Regions from separate parts of the Sus scrofa genome. Here region 1 is linked to region 2. Evidence: chromatin contacts called from public HiChIP or PLAC-seq data. All regions are on one chromosome and are shown on one strand. Each heading gives the region's core, a stretch centred on a gene start, on an enhancer-like site or on the middle of the called end of the contact. The rest is flanking DNA. Distances are from core to core; before and after follow the strand shown. Region 1 holds the start of LOC100522201 (histone H2AX). Region 2 holds the start of ABCG4 (ATP-binding cassette sub-family G member 4).

Evidence for each region. HiChIP or PLAC-seq counts read pairs in DNA pulled down with a chosen protein or histone mark.
Region 1: an H3K27ac HiChIP or PLAC-seq map of alveolar macrophages shows a contact between it and region 2. The contact joins the promoter of LOC100522201 here to the promoter of ABCG4 in region 2.

What each region holds. Positions count from the first base shown.
Region 1 is chr9:46,308,012-46,313,869 of Sscrofa11.1, reverse strand. LOC100522201 (histone H2AX) reads left to right here and starts at 3,376. Exons shown (of 1, transcript XM_003129950.5): 1 at 3,376-5,046. The coding sequence starts at 3,393. The coding sequence ends at 4,217. DPAGT1 (UDP-N-acetylglucosamine--dolichyl-phosphate N-acetylglucosaminephosphotransferase) reads left to right here. Exons shown (of 9, transcript XM_003129927.4): 5 at 1,025-1,109; 6 at 1,473-1,661; 7 at 1,973-2,060; 8 at 2,227-2,382; 9 at 2,466-5,046. The coding sequence ends at 2,531. HMBS (hydroxymethylbilane synthase) reads right to left here. Exons shown (of 14, transcript NM_001097412.1): 14 at 5,367-5,781. The coding sequence ends at 5,608.
Region 2 is chr9:46,363,076-46,369,031 of Sscrofa11.1, reverse strand. It overlaps ABCG4 (ATP-binding cassette sub-family G member 4), which reads right to left and starts at 4,486. Exons shown (of 15, transcript XM_013979467.2): 1 at 3,848-4,486; 2 at 2,866-3,130. The coding sequence starts at 3,103.

The DNA.
Region 1 (5,858 bases), core at 2,127-4,626, 54 kb after region 2:
ACAGCTGCAACCTGTGCCCAGATGTGACAACACCGATCCTTTAACCCACTGCTCCAAGCCTGGGGTTGAACACTCGCCCCTATAGCGACCTGAGCACTGCAGTCGGTTGTTGTTTGTTTGTTTGTTTTTGTTTTTTTCAGAGCCACATCTGTGGTATATGGAAGTTCCCAGGCTAGAGGTTGAATCGGAGCTGCAGCTGCCTGCCTTTGCAACACGGGATCTAAGCCGCATCTGCAACCTACGCCACAGCTGACCACAATGCCAGATCCTTAACTCAGTGAGCGAGGCCAGGAATTAAACCTGCCTCCTCATGAATACTATTTGGGTTCGTAACCCGCTAAGCCATGACGGGAACTCCCTGCAGTCAGATTCTTTACCCACTGCACCACAGCAAGAACTCCGTGGCAGGTGTTTTCATCAACTTTTTTTTCACAGATAGGAAATTGAGGCTCCAAGAAGTTAAAAGTGTTATGACCAAGGTCACACAGTTTGGAAGTAAAGCTGGTGTTCAGGAGTTCCCATCGTGGCTCAGCAGTTAACAAGCCCGACTAGTATCCATGAGGATGTGGGTTCAATCCCTGCCCTCACTCAGTGGGTTAAGGATCTGGTGTTCCTGTGAGCTGTGGTGTAGGTCACAGATGTGGCTTAGATCTGACATTGCTGTGGCTGTGATGTAGGCCGGCGGCTCCAGCTCCAGTTGCACCCCTAGTCCAGAAACCTCCATATGCCTCGGGTGTGGCCCTAAAAAGCCAAAAAAAACCCAAAAAAAACAAAAGCTGGTATTCAAACCGAGGTCGGAATGGTCTAAACCAAACGTATACAGTAACAAGTTTAGGAAGCCTTCATGAAAGAGTTACAATATTACAAATTGCCTGGGTGACAAAAAAGGGGTAGTGAGTTCTTCAGACTTGGAAGAGGTGGACAGTACAGCTTAGGCCAGAATTTAGGGGCAGACGAAAACAGGAGCCAGCTGTGCAGTCGAAGTGGCTATCAACATTTCCTTCTTTTCCCCCTGCTTCTAAAGGTGATTATCGGGATGATCACGTCTTTTCCCTCTACTTCATGATACCTTTTTTCTTCACCACTTTGGGATTGCTCTACCATAACTGGTAAGTAGCCCTGTGGATAGGGTGACAGCTGTTTGAACAAGTGGCCAGTATGGTCCTGATTGTGGCCTGTCTTCTGATGGAGAGGCTAAACTTGTGCATCCCTGTATTGAGTGTTTTCTGGGTTTTCAGTTGGTAATATTCTTAAACCTTATTCTCTCCCCAGCAATAGCTGGGGCCAGGTGCTCTGGGGCCCCAAGAATAGTTGGAATCAGAACCTTGGGTCCTGGAATGCTGCTGGGAGAGCTAGCATCTCCTCTAAGCCAGAACTAGGGTTGGGGTTAACCCAGAGCCCAGGGTGTGCAATGTGAGAGAAAGGATTAGTTCTGCTTCTGGCCACTGGCTAAGATCCCCTCCCCCCCACAGGTACCCATCCCGGGTGTTTGTGGGAGATACCTTCTGCTACTTTGCTGGCATGACCTTTGCCGTGGTGGGCATCTTGGGACACTTCAGCAAGACTATGCTACTCTTCTTCATGCCTCAGGTGTTCAACTTCCTCTACTCACTGCCTCAGCTCCTGCATATCATCCCCTGCCCGCGCCACCGTATGCCCAGGTAACTGCTTCGGGACTTGAAAGGCTTTTTCACTTGGGATGCCTTAGACATTTGCTGGGCAAAGGGAGTGGGCCTAAAGGAGGGCTAACGCCTTCCACGTGGTCAGCCTTTTATACATTACAGAGCACATTTAGTTACATGATCTCATTTGATGTTCACAGCAGCTCTGATTACAGGGAGCTAACGAGGAGAGCCAGAAATAGATCTTAGGGTGTTTGACTCCACTTTCAGTGCTCTTTTTATTAATTAACCACAGTGAGGAGAGTTCGTTGAGTAGTGGCCCAGTCACATGAAGGTCTCTTCCCCTGCAGACTCAATACCAAGACAGGCAAACTGGAGATGAGCTATTCCAAGTTCAAGACCAAGAGCCTCTCTTTCTTGGGCACCTTTATTCTAAAGGTAACAGGGTAACAAGGAGGTAAGGCTCTAGGCTGCCATTCTGAATTCAGGGAATGGGGAACCTAGGCCTTCATCAGCTCCATGGGGAGCTTGGAAGCATTAAGCAGATCCCCATTCCTGAAGCATGGGTATTAGCTGAAGTCCTCTCCACTTCTGGTCCCTCCAGGTAGCAGAGAGCCTCCGGCTAGTGACCGTGCGCCAGAGTGAGAATGAGGATGGTGCCTTCACAGAGTGTAACAACATGACCCTCATCAACTTGCTACTCAAAGTCTTTGGGCCCATGCATGAGAGAAATCTCACCCTGTTCCTGCTACTGCTGCAGGTGCAGTGCTGTTGGGAGTGGGGTTTACACCTCCTTCTCTCCCTTTCTCCATGGTTCTGACTCTAGTTTGTTTCTCCTTGCAGGTCGTGGGCAGTGCTGTCACCTTCTCCATTCGTTACCAGCTTGTCCGACTCTTCTATGATGTCTGAGTCGCCTAATCATTGCCTTTTGCTTCATAACCACTAGGGTCCCTGACTCAGGCTCAGCTCTTCTGGACCAAGACTGCCTCCTGGTCCAAGCCTCTCCCACCCTTCATTCTCCAGATTTTGTCCTCAGCATTTCCTTTCCCCTATGATTATTGACATCCTTGGGCCTTTCTTGCCCTCTAGGGCTGTTGATTGAACTTTGCTTATGGCTTTCTTCAACTTGCCACTCTCCCTCTCCATCCCACTTTTGCAGCCACCTAAGCAGGGAATACTGTAGCTTTTATGCAGTTACCCACAACTCTGACACTCAAGGAATATGCTGGGCCTGGGGATAGAACCCTGGCTGCGGATAGGGTCACAGGCTTGAGGATGACTTGACATTTGACTATAATTAAGTATTCTGATGATTCAGAGCAGACTGGGGGGCCAGGTGCTCCCAGTGGCAACAATAAAAAGTTGTTTTTTCTTGTTGTTTCTGTAGGTGTATTTCCTATGTGGGCATTTTAAGGTAGATTGGGAGTGTTGGTGGAGGCATTTCCTCTAAGAGTTTGCCTATCTCTCTGCCTCATCCTTTTTCTTTCAGTACCTCAGGCCACTTCTAGCAAGAAGTGAACACAAAGAACAAACCAGGTAGAACATGTTGAGTAAATACTGAAATCCTGCTGCTCCGTGGCGTAGAGAGCCATAAGATTGGCATTATCTGGTATGGGGTCGAACTTGCAGAGGGTCTCTAATTCCTTCCCTTTTTCATGCCTTTTTTGCCAGATAGGAGGGCGTGACCAGACCTGGGAAGTGAGGCAGAGTAGTCAGTAGTGCTGACCCCTTTTCTTTAAAAACCTTAAGTCCCACACACATTTCCCTGAGATGGCTTCAGACCTCACTGTCTATGTCTTCCGGTTCTGGAGTAGGGCTGTAGTGTTTAAATCTGGCGCGCTTCACATGGATTGGCTACACCGGAGAGTGGTTTGCTGTGGGCTCGCTGCAGCTCCTCCTCGCCTCTTTCCCCGGGCAGAAGGTTTTCAAATTCTACCAATCGGAGGGCGCGTTCTCTCAGCCGGGGCGCGCCACCGATTGGTTAACTGCAGCCAACCGGAGGCGGGTATTAAAGAAAAGAGCCAATCAGGAGGGCGCGGGGGTGTGCCCTGGGGGGCTTATAAGGGCGGCTTCTGGGCGCGCGCGGCACCAGTTGGACTGCGGCGGCGGCTGTTTTTCGTCCCTGCGAGGCGTTCTCCTCAACGTACATCTACCTCACGCAGCATGTCGGGCCGCGGCAAGACCGGCGGCAAGGCCCGCGCCAAGGCCAAGTCTCGCTCATCACGCGCCGGCCTCCAGTTCCCGGTGGGCCGCGTGCACCGCCTGCTGCGCAAGGGCCACTATGCCGAGCGAGTGGGCGCCGGCGCGCCAGTCTACCTGGCGGCGGTGCTCGAGTACCTCACCGCCGAGATCCTGGAGCTGGCGGGCAACGCGGCCCGCGACAACAAGAAGACGCGGATCATCCCTCGCCACCTGCAGTTGGCCATCCGCAACGACGAGGAGCTCAACAAGCTGCTGGGCGGCGTGACGATCGCCCAGGGAGGCGTCCTGCCCAATATCCAGGCCGTGTTGCTGCCCAAGAAGACCAGCGCCACCGTGGGGCCGAAGGCGCCCGCCGGCGGCAAGAAGGCCACCCAGGCCTCGCAGGAGTACTGAGGCCGCCTGCGCCGCCACGGCCGCCGCCCGGTCTTCCCTTCGCCACCACAAAGGCCCTTTTAAGGGCCACCACAGCCCTCACGGAAAGAGCTGGGCCACGACGGGCTCCCGGCCGCGCGCTCGCCCCCTCCCCAGCCTCGCCGCCGCCGCCGCCGCCTGCCCGCCCCTCCCCCGCGCGGCCCGCTCCCGCTGTGGCTCCGCCGAGGACGGCCGTTTGAAAGCCGCTCGGCCCCGGGGTCCAGCTCGTGACTGCTGGCCTGGCCGCAGACGCTGATGGGCTGCGGGGAGGACGCGGCGCCTAATGGAAGGCTGGGCCGGCCGTGCTGACGCAGGGCCGGGGAGCGCGGCGGGAAGGTGAGTGGGTGCAGAGGCCGCCGGCGGGGCCGCGCGCGTTACTCTCCAGCCCGTTGCTCCGGCCGCGACTTCAGACGGAACTCGATTTCGGGCGGCGGCGGAGTCGGTCACATTTGTTCCGGGGCCCCTTTGCTGCCGGGTCCCGGGCCTTGCACGTCCGCGCTCCCTCCATCTCCGCTCGCAGGCCCGTGCGCGTCCGGACGAGACACTTGGCGGTGTGAGCGTCTCCCGCGGTGGCCGGTCCGGGCGGGGTGGGGGCCGCGCCCCCAGGCCCGCTCCCCTCCCGGCGGGCCCACTGGGCAAGCCAAGCACCTAGATACCAGCACTACTAGTCCATTAACCCCCGTCTGGACTGAGCCGCCGTTGGCTTCGGAACTGGAATTTTGCAGCTAACCCATCCGAGACTAGTACTTTAGATATTGGGGAGTTTCAGATGGACTAATTTTGTTTATTAAAGGATTGGTTTTTATATATATGTATATGTATGAGATGTCTCTTCATTTTACAAAAGGGTTGTAGGATCGCTGACCTGTAGACTTCTAAAGGCAGTGGGGGAGGGGGGATATGAGTCAAGGCTGCACCGTAAACGGGACAAGTCACAGATTATTACAAGATTATGATGTTTCCTGGGAGACAATTTATTCCGTTGGAAAATGAGAAGTATTGAGACTGAAACAGCATGTTCCAGAAGAACCTGGACAAGGGTCCCAGCCTCTGAGGTATGGAATAAAAGGTTTTGTGTGTGTTACCTTTCCTGCAACCCCGCTAGAATCAAAATCTAGTTCAAATCTGGTTTATTAGTAGAGGTGGTTACATTCAAAGGCTGTGGCTTAATTAGAGGATTTTCTCTAGAAGTGAAGCCCCAACGTACTGAGGAGGCAAGGCAGTCAACAAGGCCTCAAAGTGAGACAAGATTCTGGAAGTGTCTGCCCCTGCAGTTCAATCTCCTGGGGTAATCACTCCCTGAATAGCAGTGAGAATGGGGCACTGAGGCCCTGGGCAGCAGTAACCCAGGCACCTGTGCCCCGCAGACCAGTTAGTGGGCATCATTGAGTTGCCGTGCAACATCCAGGATGTTCTTGGCACCTTTGTTCAGCAGCAAGGTGGCCAGGCTGATGCCCAGGTTCTCAGCAGCCAGTTGGGCTTCTCGAGGAATATTCCGGGCAGTGATGCCCACAAGCTGTGGGTCATCCTCAGGGCCATCTTCGTGCTGTGTGAGGGGAGGAGGTAGGATTTGGTGAGCACAAAACTGGAGGTAACGAAAGTGTTTCTTACCCTCTCCCTCAC
Region 2 (5,956 bases), core at 3,237-5,736:
ATTTCAAAATGGAAAGAGAAGGCAGAGGCTCTCCAGGCTTTGGGAGGAAGAGCTCTGCTATATAAGAGTTTATGTAATAGAATCTAGGGAGCAGAGGGCAAAGACTTCATGGACTCAACTGGTGAGACACAGGGGTGGAGAGGAAAGATAAAGCGGAGGAGGTTGGCCTTGCCAGCTGCACAAGCAACACCAATCCCCAAGCATGTACTTTGCTCACTACTACCCTCCTCTGACCCCTACAGAGCCCAATTCCCTCTCCACTCTTCCTCCTTAGCAGAGGCAGTGAGGGATGCGATTTTCACCCTCCCTCCACAGCACCAAGCTGTCCCTCTGGACACATCCGGTCAGAGAGGGGACCGCTGCTGCCCACTGAAAGAGCCTGATCACACCAACTGCCTAGATGGTGCTTTCCAGTTTACAAAGTTCATTGCCAAAATCTCTGCTATAGCAACATGGATGAGGCAATTGGGGCCCAGAGACATCCAGTGACTCACTCAAGGTCACACAGCAAGTTCTTTACTGGAAGAGGGGAAGTCATGGATTCCAGCCCTCTTCCTCAATCATCATCACAGAAAGACGTGTGCTTGTACACACCAGCGTATGCCTTTCAGAGACACTCATAGGAGATGACTTCTGCAGGGGAAGTAATTGGTAACGATGAACCTTCCCCTCATTTAATCACAGCCAAGCACTGGATTGAACACTGATGCCAAATTCAAATATTATCTTACTCTTGCCTTTCACAGAGCATTTTCGCAGCTAACGTCTCAGCTGAGCTGCACAACAAGCCTGTGTGGCGGGTGCTCTTATCCTCCCTGCTTACAGATGAGGAAAGTGAGGCCAAGAGAGGGTAAGCAGCCTGCCCAAGGTCACTCAGTTCACAAGTGGCTAGGAACCCATACCTTTGGACTCCTGCTGGACCACAATGGCTCAGCATGGAAGGGGACCGCCAGGCCTTCAGGATGGAGACCCACCAGAGTTCTAGTTCTGCCTCAGTCAGTAACTCTCTTTGCGATTTTATTAAGTCAGTCTTTCAGGGCCTCCACTTCCTCATCTGTAAATGAAGGATAGGGAGTTCCCACTGTGGCTCAGTGGTAACAAACTCTACTAGTAAACATGAGGATGAGGGTTCGATCCCTGGCCCCACTCAGCAGGTTAAGGATCCGGTGTTTCCGTGAGCTGTGGTGTAGGTCGCAGGCTCGGCTCAGAGCCTGTGTTGCTGTGGCTGTGGTGTAGGTTGGCAGCTGCAGCTTCAATTCGACCCCTAGCCTGGGAATTTCCATATGCCATGGGTGCGCCCCCCCCGGAAAAAAAAGGGTAGTATTATCTCCTCCCAAGGACATAATAAGGTTGTTGTGACTAGTAAGTGAGATAATTAAAAATAATTAATAGAAAAATGTTTTGAATTGAAAGTCAAGAAATGTCATATATAATGAGGAGAGGCAGGTGACAAATTCTTACCTGGGAAAGACAGAAATCTCCCTCTCTCCACACCTTTTGCCCTTTCACCTCTCTGCCCACCTCTAACTGCTTTCCATCTTCCAGAGAAAAGGAGGGGGAGTCCAGTGAAAAAAGAAGTCAGAGAGAGGAGGACAGAGGGCAGAGAAAGGGGCAAGGGATGGAAAAAAATGCCAAAATAGACAGTAGAGCAGGATGGGGGGGCTGGCAAGGGCAAAAGAGACAAGGACACAGCCATGGGTGTTCATTTGTGGCTGGTGGGTTGAAGCAACCAGACAGCTGGTCCATCGAGTCACATTTCTTTTGTGTTTGCATTTCTCCTTAGAACTGTGAGGACATGAGAGGGCTAAGGAAATAATAGCTCTCTTCTCATTTTGCCCAGAGCCAGTTTTGGGGCCAAGAGGCTGCTTAGGGATAGGAGGCTGAGCGGGGAGCCCAGATGCCTCTGTTTCTATTGGCTTAGGCCCTGTGACCTTTTTGGCCACTTATGGGACCAGGAGTAGGGACTGCAGAGACAGTTCAGGCTCAGCCCTGCTCTGAAGCACCCTAAACATCTCTTAAACCTCAGAGAACAATGTCCCAGCTCCACCCCTGACCCACACCCAGGCTCTGGGAAAAAACCCAGCTTCTATATTCCCAGCTCAACCTGCTTAGGGCAGGCGCTTGTGGTGGGGTTGGCAAAAAATGTAAGGGATGCGGGCGATGGGCAGGGTTCAAAGGAACTCAGAGCCCCAGCCAGACCTTACCCACCCGTTCTGAGGTGAGAAATGTGGAGGAGATGGGGAATGCTGTACCAGGGAAATTATGAGAGAGAAAAGAATCACGGAGAGCTGGAAAACCTGGCTTCTGGTCCCAGCACTGCCACTTACTAGATGTGTGACATTTGTCAAGTTGCTCAACTTTTCTGGACCTCAGTTTCCTTATTAGTAACAGAGGGATGTCATCTACCCTGCTAAACCTTCACCCTCCCTGCCTTGGAGTTCTTTGGCAAGAATGAAGTAAGACAGGCATGAGAACATCTTTGAAAATCAGCAGCGCTCTACAGGTACAAGGATTTTTGCTCACCGCTGGGGACAACCCCCACAACACAGCCCCCACATTCCATGCCAGCCCTCAAAGACAGGAGTCTACCCTGGAAGGAAGAAGGAAAACTCCTCAAGGACCAGAGGTGATAGTGTCAACTTAGAAGAGGAAAGTTTCAATAACCCATTGAATCTAGTGTCCCATAGTGCTTACAGGTGTAGGGGCGGTGCAGACCGTGGCACCTCAGCTGTGCCCACAGTGAGTGAGGGGTCATTTTAGTGGGCCCCATCCTGCAGAATTTGCAGAACGGGGACACCCAGGCCTCCGGCTCCCAAAGGGGCAGCTCCTGGGGGCCCAATGCTCTCCACCAGGCTGCTCCCTTACCCCGTTTGCGCCAGCAGGGCCCCTCCCTCACGGAATAGGAGAGCTCCACGAACTCAATGTCCACGGCTGAGCGCTTGGGTAGGTGGGAGAAGCGCTGGGCTTCGGTGATGTGGTTCTCCACCTTCTTGAGGTGCGTGGTCAGCATTGGGGGCTCCGCCCCATCCTCCAGCGCCACGGCCATGGCCACAGCCCCAGGTCCTAGTCCACAGCCCACAGCCTCCAGCGCCTTCTCCGCCATCACGCCGCCGCCGCCGCCGCCGCCGGCCTGCAGAAAGAGGGCCTGCTCAGTTTCGGGCAGACCTCGATCCCTGGCTCAAAGCGCCCTTGCTTTCTAATGCTGCCCTCGCCCCCAGTCCCCGCCTCCTCGGGGTAGATCGGCTACTGGGAGCATCCTACAGCCCACCGCCGGAGCACCTGCCCTCCGCCGACCACTACTCCCGCGCAGCAACGTTCAGTCCACACCTCTCCTCGGTCCCGGGCAGCCCCAGCCCCAGCCTGGCCCCAGCCCGGTCCCTCAAAGCCCTCGCCCGCTCCCTCCTCCCCACCGAGGCTCTAATCTCCTTACCCCGCAGGCCAGCAGCCCCTGGGGACTAGATGGGGGAGGGGAAAAAAGAAGGGGTGGCCGACGGAGGTTGCCTGCTGGGAGGTCAGGGTAGCAGGGTGAGCGCAGGGTGGACCAGGCAAAGGCGGTGGAAGAGCAGGCTCTGAGCCTCCCGCTGCGTCCCCCTCCCCATCCCTAGGAGATACGCCCCGGCCGGCCCCTCCCGCCGGCGCCCCTGGGTCCGCGGGACCTGGGCTCTCCCCAAAGATCGGCGCACCACCCGGACTCAAAACCCCCACTGCCAATTAAGCCCCTCAAGGCGGGCTCACTTCCTCTCACCTCCCGCGTGCCTGGTCACCTTGACGCGCTCCCGGGCCGATTTGGAGCCGGGATGCTTAGCGCGGCCACGGGCCAAGGATGGAGACTTTGGGCCCTCCTTACCTGCCTCAGGCTGCGGCACCGGCGTCCCGGCTCCCGGTCCCGGCGGCCGGGCCGGGGCGGGGCCGGGGCGGGGCAGGCGACAGGGGAGGGCCCGGGCCTCAAGTCGGAGGAGAGATGACTAGGTTGGGAAGGGGTGATTGCGGTGCGCCCCTACTCCGCTCGGCCGCGCACACCCGGTTCCCTGAGCCCCTCAGCGCTGTGTCCTCCCGAACCAGCCGGGCGACTGCGCTCTGCTCCGCTGCTGCTCCCGGGTCCCGCTGTTCTTAAAGGGCCCGCGCCGCCCCTCAGTCCGCTGGGAGCGAGGATGGCGAAGGGGAGAGCCGAGCCAGCGACGCAGGGTGCCGGAGCTGGTGCAATTGTGGACCCAGGACTGGGGACTGGTGGCGAAGGGCAGACTTGGGGGCAGTGAGGAAAGGAGAACTGAAGTCACTCAGAGGGGACGGCTTCCTGGATTATAGACTATACAATGGTGATGGGGGAGGGGGTACAGATTCCATCACTCTCAAGGGATTGCGAAGCTGTCAGACTGTCTGCACTGCCCCCCCCCCCCATCGATTTCCCTCAGTTCTGGCCCTTGAGCTCAGGCACACACACCTCCGCCCTCGAATCCCCAAACTAGATAAAACGGCTTTGAAAGCAAGTCTTGGAACCTCCTCCATACTACCACCCCCACAGCCCACAACCGCACCCCGCCCCCAGCCCTCCCCCCAAGCCATTCCCTCTCTCAGGGAGAGACTAGTTTAAAAGGGACGGAAGGTGGCCGTTTTGGCGGAGCATGCAGGCAGCTAGCTCCAAGGTTAAACTGGTACCCAGAGTTGAGCCTGCTCTGATGGTGGAAATCTTTATTCTCCCGGGCAAATTCGGGCCCTTAAGACAGGCAATGCCTGATGCTGGAGGCACCTGTGTGCCAAGGCCTACACACAGGGCTCCCAGAACACTGACATGCGTGCCTTCTCTCCCTCATCCCACAAGCCTTCAAATGTAGATCCCCAGAGCACTCTTGAGGCTTTCTCCTGCTCTGCTCCTTTCTCAGGCAATTCCTCTTGGCCCCTGCCTGCCCTGGCCCCAGTCTTCAAGGGGTAAGTAGGTTAGCTGACTGAGACATGTGACCTGAGCTTTTAAGTTCCCACCTGTCACACAGCAGAGACGATGGGAGGGGACGCTGCTGGTGATGCTGCCACCGCTGAGGCTTCTTCTTACTGCAGCAGATGAGAGGTTACTAGCAGTCAAACCTCTCCCCTCCTGGTTCCCCTCCCCCTGCCCCACCAGCCTCTCCGCAGCCTGGAGGCTGGCGGCCCCTGCAGGACATTTCCAGGCCCCATCCTGTGGCAGAATTTCACACTGGTTTTGTTTTGGTTTTTTTTTTTTTTTTTTTTTTTTGCTTTTTAGGGCCACACTCGCGGCATATGGAGGTTCCCAGGCTAGGTGTCAAATCAGAGCTACAGCTACTGGCTTACAGTATAGCTCATGGCAACGCCAGATCCTTAACCCACTGAGCGAGGCCAGGGATAGAACCCACAACCTCATGGTTCCTAGTGGGATTCGTTTCTGATGCGCCATGACAGGAACTCCTTTATACAGATGTTAGGTCCAATTCTCTCTACCTTCCCCCACCCTCGACCCCATGCTCCAGAGCACCAACCTCCAGTGCTCTGCTGTGGACTTCCCGCCCCAAGAGTTGCATTATCTCATTTAATGCTCACACTATCCCTATGAGGAGGGTATTTCAACATCTCTTTAGAAATAAAGAGGAGTTCGGAGTTCCCATCGTGGCTCAGTGGTTAATGAATCCAACTAGGAACCATGAGGTTGCGGGTTCAATCCCTGGCCTTGATCAGTGGGCATTGCCGCAAGCTGTGGTGTAGGTTGCAGACACGGCCCGGATCCCGCGTTGCTGTGGCTCTGGTGTAGGCCGGTGTCTACAGCTCCGATTCGACCCCTAGCCTGGGAACCTCCACATGCCGTGGGAGCAGCCCTAGATAAAGCAAAAAACAAAACAAAACAAAAACAAACAAACAAACAAAAAATAAAGTCTCTAAAAAAAAAAAAGAACTCAGCTAGTATCCATGAGGATGTGGGTTTGATCCCTGGCCTCCCTTAGTGGGTTAA